Linked DNA regions of Cricetulus griseus: region 2 is linked to region 1. Evidence: chromatin contacts called from public Hi-C data. All regions are on one chromosome and are shown on one strand. The core of a region is the stretch at or near the end of the contact, and the rest is flanking DNA. Distances in the headings are between cores, read along the strand shown.

Evidence for each region. A called contact is a pair of places that touch in the nucleus more often than the background predicts.
Region 2: a Hi-C map of the CHO-K1 cell line shows a contact between it and region 1, with 2.2 times the contacts expected there. The contact joins the promoter of Chchd5 here to the enhancer-like site in region 1. A contact is called at or near these places in 2 of 8 Hi-C or Micro-C datasets (the CHO-K1 cell line and fibroblasts).

What each region holds. Positions count from the first base shown.
Region 1 is chr6:49,398,406-49,406,020 of CriGri-PICRH-1.0, forward strand. The region is part of intron 1 of LOC103160468 (a long non-coding RNA gene); the gene reads left to right. Among named protein-coding and RNA genes, the nearest start is that of Slc20a1, 30 kb to the left of the region's middle. Within about 2 kb of position 3,691, at least 2 of the 6 cell types and tissues checked have open chromatin away from gene starts, as enhancers often do. A contact at or near this core is called in the CHO-K1 cell line and fibroblasts, where this site is marked.
Region 2 is chr6:49,439,754-49,447,368 of CriGri-PICRH-1.0, forward strand. It overlaps Chchd5 (coiled-coil-helix-coiled-coil-helix domain-containing protein 5), which reads right to left and starts at 2,706. Exons shown (of 4, transcript XM_027421835.2): 1 at 2,534-2,706; 2 at 2,062-2,202; 3 at 1,817-1,982; 4 at 1-194. The coding sequence starts at 2,535. The coding sequence ends at 165. Polr1b (DNA-directed RNA polymerase I subunit RPA2) reads right to left here. Exons shown (of 15, transcript XM_027421833.1): 15 at 6,042-7,546. The coding sequence ends at 6,664.

The DNA.
Region 1 (7,615 bases), core at 2,441-4,940:
ATTAATGGTCTCAACTTCCCAATCAAAAGGCAGACTAGTAGAATAGACCAAAACACAAGAAGCATATATTTACTACCTCTAAAGCACGCACCTTACCACAGAAGACAGCTACAGCCTTAGCATGAAATCATGGGGAAAATGTTGTAAGTAAATGCACCTAGGAAATAAGCAGGTGTCACTGTTCTAATAGCTGACAAAATAGACTTCAAACCGAAACAGTGAGGAAACCCAAAGTCACTTCACACTGAATAAGGGAATGACCTAGCAGGGGGACATTACAACTGCTAAGCATATGCGCTCTGAACACAGGTGCACCCAGTCTCATAGAGCAGATGCTATTAGTAAAGCCCAGACTGATTCCAGCACAAGGAAGTGGGTGATTCTGTGGAAAATGTAAGCAAAATGTAATATATTTTCTATCAAAAGGCTAAATAGGACAAAACTTCGTTAAGATGTGTTTTGATGGAGCAGCTTGGCAGAAACACAAATTCCAATGGGGACAGCACTTCTTGCAACCAGAAGATGTGCTCAGGGTAATCCTTTCTGCTGGGGATCACTTTCTGCCTGTCAGCTGCTTATTGCTTTGAAGCCCACAATGTGAGGAATTTGAGGCCAAGCTCTGACCACTCATAGTGAGGAGCAGGGCGCCTTTGCTCGATTTGGCTAAGCACCCTTTAAAAGAAATAAAACTTTTTGCCTTTTTTAAAGTGCTTTGGACTGTGTGATCACTTTCTTGAAACCCCAGACCCATTTCTTACAACTCAAAGTTCTATGGAACTTTCTCCAAAATAACCATGTATTTGCCCCCATAGCAAGTCTCAACAAATACAGGAAAGTTAAAATGACACCTTGTGTTCTATCTGGCCACAGTGGGCTAGGACTGCAAATCCACCACAACGGCAACCCTAGGACAGATACAAACTCAATAGCATACTACTGAATGATAGATTAAGGGACTCACAAAGAAACCAAGAAGAAAAAAGAATCCTAGAATGAAATGTGTGGCAAATGTATGTTATTTGTGATTTATTAAAGCTCGCTGAGGATTCAGAAAGCAAAGCCAGCCTCAAGCTATAGCAGTCAAGCAGTGGTGATACACACTTTTTAATCCCAGAACACAGGATTAAGAGGTAGGCAGATCTCTGTTAGTTCAAGGCCACACCAACTACACGAAATTGATTCAGTCCTAAAAGAAACAACTCATGAAAAGGTGATCTCAGCACCTGGGATCAAATGCCTTTAATCCCAACACTAGGGAGGTGGAGACAGGCGTGATATGGCTGGGCAGAGAGAGGAATAAAAGGCAGGAGGACACAGGAACTGAGAGCCTTTTGCCTCTGAGGATTCTTGGAGACAGGACTGCCATTTCAGCTGGGTAGAGGTAAGATCTACTGGCTTGGCTGCTTTGCATTAATGATCTTCAGCTTGAAGCTTAAACTCCAATATCAAAGCTTAAACTCCAATGTCAGTCTCTAGGTCTTTTATTTCTAATGCTACAGAAATGAAAATGAAAACAGAACAAACCCAAACCTATGAGGTACTATGAAGACAATCAATAAAATACCATGCTGATGGCTGGAGGTGTAACTTGGTGACTTGGAAGGAAGGAAGGAAGGGAGGGAGGGAGGGAGGGAGGGAGGGAAATAGAAACAGAGAAAAAGAACAAGAAAAAGAACCTTAGTTATGGTGACAGCTCCTGCCCCCAACCCCATTTCCCTTAGCCATGAAAAACCTGCTGCCATTTTCTTATGGATCTTTCTAAGAAATAGTATTAGGAATATGCATACATATGAAGACAGTGATGATATAGATGTGTGTGTGTGTGTGTGTGTGTGTGTGTGTTTCAAGACGGGGTTTCTCTGTAGCTTTGGAGCCTGTCCTGAAACTCACGCTATAGACCATGCTGGCCTCCAACTCACAGAGATCCTCCTGTCTCTGTCCCTTGGATCAAAGGCTTGCACCACCACTACCCAGCTACAGTGATACATTCTAATGGTACCTCTTGAGTACCTTTTCTGATCCAGGCACTGTCCTTACAAACAACAGAAAAAAAATCTTGCTGCAGGTGTTGATGTGTAAGGAAATCAGATTGATCTAATTCTGAATTCTATGCTATTTTAAAAATAATATGACTGGACAGGTAGCTCGGCATTCAAGAATTTAGTTAGCATCTAGGAGGCCCTGGGGTGGATCTCAGCACTGTCCATAATAAGAATGACAAAAAATGGAAATAAATGAAAATAGCTAAAAGTATGAAATTACAAATTACTAAGTAACAAAAAATATTGTACTAGTTTCTTTTCTTTTCTCTGAGTTAAAATACCTGAAGGGATCAACCTCAGAGGAAGAAAGGTTAATTTCAGCTCAGTTTGATGGGGGTTGGGGTGGGTGGTCATGGTGGCTGGGGCTCTATCTGTGGTGGTCAGAGCTGGTGTTGTTCTCTGCTCTGTTTTGTTTTGCTTTATTTTTCTCCATATACCAGGAAGCAAGGATATAAAATCAGAAAGATGAAGGAGGCTGTAACCCTCCATGCCCACCCCACAACTCCTTACTTCCTCCAGCTAGACTCCAACTCCTAAAGGTTCCCCAGCCTCTGGAAACAGCGCCCCCATCTGGAGACCAAGTGAGCATACACATGAGCCTATGAAGGACATTTCATGATCAAATCACCACAAAAAGTAGTAGGTGTCGGTTCCTCCTTATCCCTTCCTGAAGATGCATCAAGTGGTACTGACGGCCCTTGGGCTGCCTTCCAGACAAGTTAGAACAGCCTGGATCCGTGCACTCCTACTGTGTCAGCATGAACAACAATTAAAATAATATTTCAACTTGCAGATAAGCAAACGAGCACTCACCTAGAGGATCTTTAATGCCTGTGTGTGGCTCATTTTACTGGAAATTGCAATTTAGATAATGGGGCTTCTCTGAGGCTAATCCCCGGAGTATCTGTGATCCAGAGGGGAGACTTAGGAGGTGTGGGGCAAGATAAGACCTGGCCAGAGACCACCTTGCAGTGAGTCCCATAGCTCTCTTTGTACTCTAGAAAAAGCAGGTCATGCTAAGGAACAGTGGTACCAAGCCTAGCAACTGTGGGGCTTGCATTTCTCTCCTTCCAATCAACCCCTCCCTGTGTCTTCCCCCAGGGTGAGCACTCCTGGAAAAGGGGAACATTTTTCTCAGAATCCCATTTTATTCAGAATTCAGTTTCCTAAGTAGACATACAAACACAGGAAGATGCGATGTATGGAATTTTAAGTTCCCCTGAAGTTGGAAGGTTTACTGGGGAAAGGGTAACAGCATTTTCTGAACATGCCCCTCTGACTGGAAAGTCCCTGCAGCTAGTTTAAGTTGTCCCAGCTAGAGCTGTCCACTCCCACCTATTGTTCTTGATGTCCTGTTTGGGGGCCCTTAGTCACCCATATGGAGGGGCTACCAACACTGTCTCTATGACTCAGCTAGAGTTGAGCACAGTTAATTATTGTCCTTTATGTCCTATTTTTTGAGGAACATTAGTCCTTACAAGAGCTAACTTTCTGTCTAACAATGACAGTATGGGCTTGAATCTCTGACATTGGGGTACAAAGTATATGCATCCTACCTCCTAAAATATTCCACCAGGACCAAGACAGTTATTTTGTGAGCTGTTGGAGCATTGACTGCTAGTGAGTCATAGTGAATCCCTTCCCAAGAATGACCGTGGCCTAGGGAACAGTCGTATCTAGAGTCATATGGGGATACACAGCCTGTCTTGAGTATGTGAGGTCCTCCTTTTACAATAAGAAATGTTCATATTAGTAATGGGATCTATGTGTATCTGATGACCCACCCTACACTCAAAGCAGTGCTCTGTGGTATGGGTGGAGTAGTACAGTTTAGAGGGGGAAGCAGGGGCGTCATTTCACGTGGATAAAAAAGCTAGCAGAAGCAGCTTAAGAACACTCTCCGGAAGAGTGTAAGAAATTCCTTCCTTCTCAGCCCAGTTAACTCTAGTGAGCCTTTTAAGGTTCAAATACCAGTGGCTAGCTAGCTACTGTCACCGAGTGTCCAAGAAGTGTTATTGCATAAAAGGGTTATTTCAGATTTCAGAGGAAAATGTGTGAGCACCTCCAGCTTCGTGGGGCTTTTTCACAGAAATCCTGCTCAGTAGACAAGACTTGAGAAGTGAGCTATTTTCTCTGAAAAGCTGAAAGATCCCTCAAGATTCACCACTTGCACTTTTGTTGATCTGTGGACAGCAGCCAGTAGGTCCTGTGCCTAGCAACAAGACAAGCAGATAATCAAGTGGTGGGGAACATTGTGGTATTAGATTCACAAAGCCAACCCTCTGCTTGTAACTAATGTGGACATCCTTAAAAATAAACACGTGTGGAACTAAACACCTGATCAGACCTGTGCCATCTGGGTAAAAGCAACAGGATCAACCCTCATGGCAACACAGAACTGGGGTCAAAGCCAGGCCTAATTATCCCAGCACAAGAAGCTACAGAGGCTGTGTGCACGCAGCAGCTCACACCTTTAATCCCAGAACTCAGGAGGCAGAGGCAAGGGGATCTCTGTGAGTTCAGGCCAGCCAGAGCTATATAGTGAGACCCTGTCTCCATAAACAAAACAAGAGGAGGTGGAGGAAGAAGAAGAGAATTGAAGAAGTCACAGCCAGTGTCCCCACAAAGTCTGATCACTGTGCCTGTCATTGGAGTGCCCAAAGAACAGTATATGTAAATCTGGAAGAGCAGATTCTGTGTAGTCCTGGGAAACAGATAATATTCCTGTCTTTACAAAGCCCCTCTGTAGCGTCTGCTGAGGGTGTCTGATGAGACATCACCTGTAGCAGGCATGTTTCCAGACATGACAGGGCAAACACATGCCATACAGCTGTGAGCTGTGAGTGTCTGTTGCAGGACTCACAGAGGAGCTGTTCTGTATCCAGGTTCCCTGCACATATCCAATCAAGCAACAGCGCTTGCTGTATGTAGACAAGAGGATCCAGCAGTGAGCTCCACCCTGACATGCCTGGGACATCATGGGCCACTATTAGCCACAGGCGGGAGATGCCATTGAAAAAGAGAATGGATGCTTAAAAGAGAAAAAAACTTTAAAAGATACACAGACAACCAAACCTCTGATTCCCAGTACACCTCTTAGGTATGACTGGATGTGAGGACTGTTCCACAAAAGGAAATTCAATCCCAGTTTTGTAAATATAGTAAAAACCCATGGCTGTGGAAGCCATGGGCCCCTGGGGAAAACCTATAACTGTTGTTTGTTAAAGGGTCACGATGTCAAACTGTTTCTAAGTATTTATTTTATCACCATAGACTTGTGTTGAGCAGCTTCTTATTGAAGAGGGTGATGGATAACACAGAGACCAATAATTTCAAAATGCTGAGATTAAGCAACTGTGAGTGCCCAGCTGTAGATGATAAAACATCTATGCCATCCCCCACTCAAGGCTCTTCCCAATGTGACCACAATGAGCAGACCCCTTTTCCTACTTTTTCATTATTTTCTTGCTTTAATTGACCAGTTGGGGACAGGTGGCCAACCCTGGCATTTTAAGACTACAAAGGCACAGGCTCAGACTCCAACACCTCCAGTAACCACCTACTTGCTACATCCCAGCTCACAGCATAACTGCCAGCCATAGAACCTCTCATCTTCAGAAAGGCACGGGCTCCATGTATCACACTCGTCATTCTCATCTGGTCCTTTTTGTCACCCTATGAAAAGGCCACAGTGATTGGACACAGACATGGCTATTCAAGATTGATCTGCCTATTTGAAAACAGGGCTCAGCATCTCTTTCCTGGCCAAATGCATCATCCAAGCACTTGGTAGCTGTCATACTGCTGCGTGGACACTTACAAGATTCTAGATTTGCTAAGGAGAGAAGTAGGAAAAGCATACACCAAAGGAACAGTGGGACATGGGCAATGTTTCCAGGAGGCTCTGAAAGTTCCGGGACCCATCCTTTTTATGTTGCTATCAAGACAGCCAAAAGTGTAAAGTTAGATAAAGGGCCATTCACCTGCACAAAACATTGTCATGCTGCACAGGATTAACACTGCAAGGGCCTGTACATGATACCAATACTCGGTTGGCTCATAGAAGCTTGGAGAAGCCAGTGGCCCATACTAAGTTGGAGAAGTACCAGAACTTGATCCATAGATGGATCAAGACAGTGCCTTGGACAGAAACCCCTCAAGGTGATAGTGGTCCATGGGAGCATCTGGGGAACCTTCTGTTTACCCAAGCCATAAAGAACCAATGCCACCCTAACACTAATGGGGTGACAGAACCTTGTGGCACAGAGTCCACAGGACAGCATTCTCTTGACAGAAGCAAGGTAGACAAGGTTATCATAGGCCACAGCTAGAGAACATGTGCAATCAGCTAGAGAAGGCTGTCGCCACACAGAATCACAGCTGCCAGCGGAAGAGAATCTTGAATACAGCCAGAGGAAACCAGCCAGGATGATAAAGACTTATGGTAGTCACCACCAATGAAAAACTCTCACCCCTTGCCTGCTATATAGACCTGAGCCAGTGCTCTTTGACTTACAAGTAGGTAAGATCTCATAAAGAAAGATGCTGGGTCACCATGGCAAACATGTACAGTCAGCATGTCCCTTTATCCTTTTTCAGAAAGCCTTGCAGTCAAATATTCAGTAACTATATCCCGGGGGAAGGAAAATAATGAGAACCTTCCAAGACTATTGGACACAGAGTCTAATTAGCCTTGGAAATCAGACTCAAATATTGTTATTATAGGGTTCAGATATTAACTGGGACCCTGGGCAGGAAAGACTCATAATGAATCCACTGTGCCCAGGGATCCACCTGATGGTGGTTGACTAACCTATGACTGTGTAATGGGAATGGCTATGCTTGACAGTTAGAACATGTCCCCTGGTGTGTGGAGGAGTAATCACAGTGAAAAGCATCACCCAGAAACCTCAAAAAAGGCTTTCTCTGTCTGGAACAATGGGCAAAAGTTAATGCCACAGGGAGGATCACCACCCCAAAAAAGGAGAGGATGAAGAGAAGGAAGTAACTTTAAATGATGTCCCCTACTTAAGCCTTGTGTGTTTGTAGCCTAGCAGACACAGTCTAGCCGAAGATGGCAAACTGTTGCAAACACAGTAGAAACCCTGGGCATAACTGATCTGCCTGATGAAGCAGCCATGTGTGTTCCTTCAAGTACGCACATGCTATCAAGCAAGCTACACTTCTGCATCTCTTCAGGAAGTACAAAGGGCACAGTGCTACCCATCATATTCACAATGGCATGTTATAACTGCGAGGCTCCAGTGAAACAGAGCAAGGGCTTAGACAGGAATTAAGACTCCTGAAAGCAAGCTTGAGTTAGTTTTTTGTTTGTTTGTTTTTTCTTCCTTTTAATCTTGTGTCATGAGCAACAGTAGAACGACCATTAATGAACCCATTTTCAGGGAACTGGATTCTTAGGTGGCCCGGTAGGCTGGGAGTCCTTTCTAGATTTCAAACTCTCTGGTTGTGTCAGCGCTCGGGGTGAACTGAGACTGGGCGTCCTGAAAGTGAGGAAGGTGCTTGTTCTCAGACGCTTAGGGCCACAAACCTGCTGCTGTCAGTTCCTGTAT
Region 2 (7,615 bases), core at 1,456-3,955, 40 kb after region 1:
AGTGCTTGCCCCCTTCAATGCTGTAGGCTGGAACCAAAGCCCTGTACTCAGTCTTTATTTATTTAGAGTCCCAAAGTCCAGGAACAAAATGGTCACTCTTCCAGATGAGGACATTAAGTGGGCTAGTCAATCATGTCTACTTTTCTCGAAGTCCAAGAGGGTCTTCAGGAGGCAGGAAGTGGCTGTGGCTGTGCCTGTGGAGAAAACATACCAACATTTACTGGCCTTGAGACTACTGGTGGGGAGATGAGGCAGACACAGTAGAGGCTGCCCTCACATAGTCCAGTCTAGAGGGTAAAGGTGCCAAGTGGTGACCTTGGCCGTTTGCCATGAGAACAAGTTGTCCACAGTAGGCTAAAAACTGGAGCTGGAAGGTGGTATTATGTTGTTTGTTTGTTTGTTTTTGGAGGGCAGAAAGAGATAGGGTCTAACTCTAGCCCAGGCTGGTCTAGAGCTCAAAAAAAGGAATGAAAGGGCTTTATTGTCCAGATGTCAAAAACACTTGAAAGAAAGAAATATTCCTATGAGATATTTGAGCAACTGAAATGGACATTATGTAATCATTCCTGAACATTTCCTGTGGAGAATCAAAGTCCTTCTGGGCAGTTTCTGCTCTCATAACCTAAGTCTTTCAACTACCCTGTTTTGTACAAAGAAGCAATGAATATCAGGTATAATTAGAGGTTAACCTTTAGCCAAGAACTCTCCTGAAGCAAAAGATACAAGGGAAACAGTGGAGTGTGAACCAGGATGGAGGGAGCTTAAAAGTCAGGGAACAAGGATAGGGGAATAGAGGAGGTTTTCTGAAAGTACCACCATGTAAACAGGGTAAGAATTAGACGGAAGATGGACTGGGGAGGGTAGTTCAGGCAGAGCAAGATAGCTAGAAGCAAGACAGACATGCCCTTGAATAACTACATTGTTCACTGGGGATGGAACATGGAGGTGGAGAGCAGAAGAGGTGAGACCAGAGTCATCCCAGACCAGGTTGTGGGCCAGTCTGGTAAAAGGGAAACCACAGAGAAGGCTCTGTGTAGAAGCAAACATGGTAAGATTTCCTCTGAGATCATTCTGGGACCATCACAGGGGAACGATTGGAAAGGACAAGATGGACCAACACAGAAGCCCAGAAGACGGTGAGAAAGAAAAAGCAGAGTTGCAGGGACAGAGGATCCCATGAGAGATGTCCAGAGGAGGGTGGTTAAAGGTGTGAGTTGTCCCTCTGGAGTGGTCCGGCAAGAAACATCCAAAGGAGTGCTTCTCACTCTTCCATTTCTGCCAACCCCAGAGCATTTTAAGACTTTTTCTAATTGCCCCATCAGTATCATTTATATCTCAGATATACTGTATGTGTTTACATAGTGTGTACATTAAGATCATTTTTTTTTGTGAACCCCTCCACTCCACCCTGCACCCCCACCAGTACAGCTGAAAGCAATGAAAAGGACAAAATGGGCAAGAAAGGGAAGAATACAAGGGATCCAGTAAGAATCCGGGACCTTGTCTCAGTGTGAGTGATGGGAAGCCACTGGAGTTTTAAGCAAGGGTTATGTGACCAGAATTCAGACCATTATATGGAAGCAAGGGTGAGTTCAGGCAAGCCAGGGACAAGGCTGGAGCAGGTGCCCTGGCAGGGGAGGTGTGTGAAAGATGGTTAGACTAAAGCAGAGGCTGCCTGCGACTTGGGGCAGAGAACCATCTTTTGGATTCTGGATTCATAGCCAAGGCATGTGTGGGAATTGGGTGGGGCTAGGACTTAAAAGAAAATGAAGGGAGTTAAGAAGGAAGAAGAAATGATCTAGTGAGCCTCCTTTACCTCTCCAGTTGTGGGTGAACTTGGCGGCTGCACCTGCTCAGCACACTGCAGGAAACGGCGCATGTGTTCGGCACAGTTGCCAACTGCTGCCTCATTCAAGCGAAGGCACTCCTCAAAGGCTTCAAAAGGCTCAGCGCAGGCCTGGCGGATCTGGCGGATGATGGGGCTGTGGGAGTAGGGCATTTCAGACCCGGAGCACTCACACCCCACTGCCGAGCACCCTCTAGCCCCAGTTTTACACTCACTGGGAGGATGTGCAGCGAGCAATGCTCATCTTAAGGTGGTGACAATCCCGATGCCAGGACTCAGGCTTGGCCGCCACACATTGGCCATACTGTTCCAACTCCCGGCTGCAGTACCGAGCAGTAACTTCCAGGGCTGCCTGCCTGTGGGACAGGGTAAGTTGATGATAATCTCAAGAGTAGACAAGAAAAAGTTCTGATTTCGGTCTGTGATTGGCCTAGGGATCCAGGACAGATCTGGAAATTTTAAGGATCCTATGATAGGGACAGCCAACGAGGGACAGAAACAAGAGCTGAGCCCTGAGCGTTGTGGTACAGGGCGGGAGTGTGTGGAAAGACAGTGGAAGTCCTAAAACAAAGTCTGGTTATTGTGAGGCACGCCTGGAGTATCTCCAGTCTTGAAGGCAGTCGTTTCCCACTGGGGATCATGCAGCCCGACAAGCATGATCTAGAGTTGTAGGGAGTTATAACTCACATCTCCAGCAGAGCTCAGGCGCCGATCCGTCAGGGAGAAGAGACCCGCCTTTTCCGGTATCAGGTTGACATGGCGGCGCCCAACCCATACCTCCCGGCTTCACTCTTCCGGTCGCCGAGAGTCCAGCCACTCACTCCATCTAGGCTCGATCATCATGGCTGCGCTCTGCCTCCCCTTCCGGGCTCATTGCTTGACCGGGCTGGACCCCACGAAACTACTTCCGCCGGCTATTTTGTTTCAGTTTAGTCTTTTTACTTCCGGCTTGTAGTGCGGGGGCTTAGAGTTTACCGGAAGTATGGGATCGGAAGTGCTGCTGCACCTCGGCACCAGAACGAGTCGGGTTCCCTGTAGGTATCGTCTGCAGTTGCTCGCGCTGCCACTCTCCGGGCCGGAGTTAGTAGCCGCCGGCCCTTCCCACGCTGCGGCTGGGTCAGCAGCCGTGCCCGCCGCTGCTGGGCTCAGCAACAGGGGACTGACCTCTCCGTTGAGCTGCACCATTGGCTTCGGTTCACACTCCCCTCCTAATAGCCACATGGGGCCCCCATACTCATGCATGCTCTTTTCCTGGCATAGGTGGTAAAAGCAGGATGAAAGTGGATCTTACTGCTTGCTCCTTGCAATCGTGGACAAATTACTTCCTTTGTAATTTCCCTGTTGTGGTTTCCACATAAGCCTTCAGACTATAAGGCTAGACCTGGGAGCCCATGTCCTATTTAAAAGGCTAAATACTCCTCAGAGAATTGAGCGTCTGATCACCTAGCATGGAGAGGTCTTCTAAGACTAGACAAAGTGTTCACTAATCACGTCAGTATGCCGCTGTAAAATAGGGGATGATGACTACGGTGGTCTCCTTCATACCAGACATAGTGCAAGGGAAGGGCTGGGCGCCTGAACACAGCAGTTCCAGGTAAAGGAGGCGTTAACTGCATGGAGGTTGTATTCATGAGTTCTGTGGTAGACAGTTGACAAGGGACAACGGCTCCCGGCCATCTGTAACTGCTTCACGTGACAGATGTAAGACTAGCCACACCACACGTGACACTTTCACTCTTGGGAAACATGACACTCACCTCCACCCTTGTCTTTTGGCTGGTGGCTCTGCCAAGAGTGTGACTAAGAATCAAATGTAGAGAACCATGTTTGCAGGTGAAGCAGACCTGAGAAATGAAGATCTCAGAACTGCTTGTTACTGGGGTCCCCTTTGGAGAGCTCATGCATTAAAGACTTTTAACATATTATTAGGAAGCTCATGGGCACCTTTATTGGTTTGAGAGAAAACAGCAGGGCAGGTGAGCTGTAAACATCAGCTGCTGCTGAAGAGAGGGAGCTGGGGAAAGGACGCCAGCCAGTCCCAGCAGGGCAAACATGGCCTTGCCCTTCTCTACCATTCTCTCCACCTTGCTAAGAACTGTTCTATTACACTCCTAAAGCTAGCCACCAAAGTCTATCCCCTTATTTGGCCACCTCCTCTCCCCTGAGGCTGACTACCAAGGTCCAGCTTTCAAAGTATTCAAGTCCTTTTGGGTCACCTACTTAACATGCCCAACCAAAATAAACACCACCCTAACACAGATTTCCTCCTTTACCTTTATAAACTGCCATTTGGCAATGGGCCACATCTGTCTCCCCTCTACCCAGAGACAGTCCTTTGTCCCTCTAGGACAAATATTCCTTCCCCTTCTCTTGTTGCTGACAAATGTCCCTTCCCCTTTGTCCTCTATCTCCTGTCTTTGTCTCTTATTCCCTGTGCTTTGTCCCTCTGGAGAAAATAAATCTTTCTGCTGAGAACTTGGTCTTCGAGGGTCTTGTGCCAAAAACCAGGCCCATTCAGTGTGTACAGTGTATGTGTGTGTGTGCAGGCACTTGACTGTGTGCAGGCCAGAGGTCAGTGTCTTCCTCCATTGCTTTGCACCTAAGTCTTTGGAGACAGGGTATGTCACTGAACTTGGAGCCCAGCAATGAACTTGATTGGCAGGCCAGTGAGCACCTGGGATCCTGTCCCAACATCCCACCCACTAGTATTCCAAGTGTGCCCTGCTGTGCCTTTTATGTGGGTGCTGGAGATTCAAACTTGGGGCCTCATGCTTGCATAGCAAGCACTTTCCCCAGCCCCGTTTCTTATAAAACTACGACTTGACAACTGTACTCTTGAACATTTGTCCCAGATAAAAGAAAATTGTATCTATACACAAACATGTACGTGGCTCCCCAGAGCAGCTTTACCTGTTAATGCCCCAAACTGGAAACAATGGAATGTCCTTCAAAGTGGATGGTTTATCTAGTCCACCCACACTTTGGAGTATTATATACCTCTGGAGTACAAAGCTATGAATTAATACATACAACTTCGATGGATTTAAGGGGGATTCCGTTAATTAAAAAAGTCAGTCTCAAAGCATGTTTTGATTCTATTTACATGCATTTCCTGAAATTACAGAGAAGGGTTGAAGGGTTAAAAATACTAACAGAAGGCACAACATGACAAGTGTCTTATGTGCAACACCAGTCTACACAGAAGATAACATTCCATGCAACTATACGTAAGTACACATAAAATTGGAAAATTCTAAGTAAGTTCTTGGGTTGTCTTAGTGTCATGTTAATTTACTGGTCAAGAATCTACAATTTAAGATCAAAAGTTAATTTTAGACAAGTTAGCTGGTGCTGGGCGTTGGTGGCGCATGCCTTTAATCCCAGCACTCGGGAGGCAGAGGCAGGCGGATCTCTGAGTTCAAGGCCAGCCTGGTCTCCAGAGCAAGTGCCAGGATAGGCTCCAAAGCTACACAGAGAAACCCTGTCTGGAAAACCAAAAAAAAAAAAAAAAAAAAAAGTTAGCTGGTGCTGGGCAGTGGTGGTGCATGCCTTTAATCCTAGCACTCGGGAGGCAGAAAGTAATCCCTGAGTTCAAGGCTAGCCTGGTCTACAGAATGAGGACAGCCAGGACTACAGAAAAAACCTGCATCAAAACAAAACAAATTTAGCTGGTTACTGTGGTTCATTTTGATAATTTTAACTCTGGAGGCTGAGGCAGGAAGATGACAGCCCATCTTGGCCTCATAGTGAATCTTACCCTCAGCAACAAGACCCTCAAAACCACGACTATTTGTGACACTAGAGAGCTGAAAAGTACTTCCAGCCACAGGACTGAAGCAAAGAATGGGGTATCTGGGTCCAAAGCTGAGCTTCTTTTAATAGAAGGGGGAAGTATCAACCAGTTCGAGGTGTTTTCCATGGAAGAAGTCAAACACCCATTAACAGGAAATACAGCCTTATATTATACACAAGCACACACACAAAACCCTAAAAAACACAAGAAACTCAAAGGTTAAAATAGAAAAAGGCAAAGGAGCATAGCTACTCACTAATCAGATACATCCAACCTTAGAGGAGGAAGTCCTGCCATATTTTAAGACATGGCTGAACCTTGAGGACACCAAGGACAGGTTTAGATGATCTCACTATGAGTTACTGATCTCAAACACACATGCACACACACACCATCCAAAGGTTCATAAGGAAACCGGAAATGACGGATGTTTATTTACCTTGACCATGATGACATCACAGACTATACCTATGTTATAATCCATCAAATTATATACATGAAATAGCTTTAGTTTACATGTGTATAAAAATAAAAATACATTTATGACTTTCATTTTCTGTTATCATCCTGCCCTGCTCTGGATGGATGACAGACAGGGAACAGTGAACCTGGGCCTGGAAAGGAGGTGTCCCTGCATGATCTATTATCAATAAATCATTTTTTAAAGAAGACACTTAAGAACATTTTTTTAAGTCTAACTATTTATACATGTATGCCAGAAGAGAACACCATATCTCATTACACACGGTCGTGAGCTACCATGTGACTGCTGGGAACTGAACTCAGGATCTCTGGAAGAGCAGCCAGTGCTCTTAACTGCTGAGCCATCTCTCCAGCCTTAAGAACATTTTTAAACAAACATACCAAAACCAACTTCAGCAGTTTTGAGAACACAGAAGCCCTGCATTCTCAGCTGCCTGTTCTTGGCTTCAGTATTGATTTTTCTATAGACCCAGAGTGAACCCATCACTTGATTAAAGTCACCTTTCGTTCTGATCTCCTAACTCAGATGGTTAGGATCAAGTTAAATGACATCCAGTTTCACTTTGATGTTCATAGCTGCCAGCTCAGCTACAAAATACCGGAAAACATAAGGCACAGAGACAGTGTCGATGGTGTCGCTGCGGCCACAGACAGTGCAGTTGTATTTTCTGTTGCGCATAGCAGACCAAGAAGGAGGAGGCTTTTCAAGTAGCGGGGAGAGCAAACTGCCACATTTCACACAAACGTGGGCGACTGAGCGGTCAGAGCAGTTGAAGAGCCGATCATGAAGGAGAAAGGATGTACCATGTGCCAACAGAGCATCCCGCTCCATTTCCCCAAAGCGGATTCCACCCTGGACGTTCCTTCCCCCAATGGGCTGGTTGGTGACTTTGTCCCTGGCTCCAGTCGTTCTAACTTGAAATTTGTCTGACACCATGTGGCGTAAGCGCTGGTAATAAACCACACCAATGAAAATATCTGCTTCCAGCTCCATCCCGCTGATGCCACTATACAATCTCTCGGTGCCATAGAAGTTGTAGCCAGCAGCCTTTAACATCTCCCCAAAGTACCCTAAGGCTGAGCTCTCCTCAGAGAAGATGAAGGGTGTTGCATCATGGCAGAGACCATGCAAGGCTGCAGACTTTCCAGCCATGCTTTCGATCAACATACCAATGGTCATACGGGAGGGAAATCCATGAGGATTAAACAGAATGTCTGGCACCATCCCGCTCTCTGTAAAAGGCATGTCCTCAGCTGGCCACAGTCTGCTCAAAATGCCCTTCTGTCCGTGACGGCTGGCAAATTTATCTCCAATAGTTGGATTCCGAGGGACTCGTATTGTGATGCAGATACACTTGAATTTCCCACTGCCCGTGTCATTACTACACACTTTGATGTTGTCCACAATACAATTTTCTTTACTCCTGGGGGGCAGGAAGCAAATAAAAAGTCAAGATATTTGTTCTGTTTGTTGAGTCTCACCAGGCTAGCCC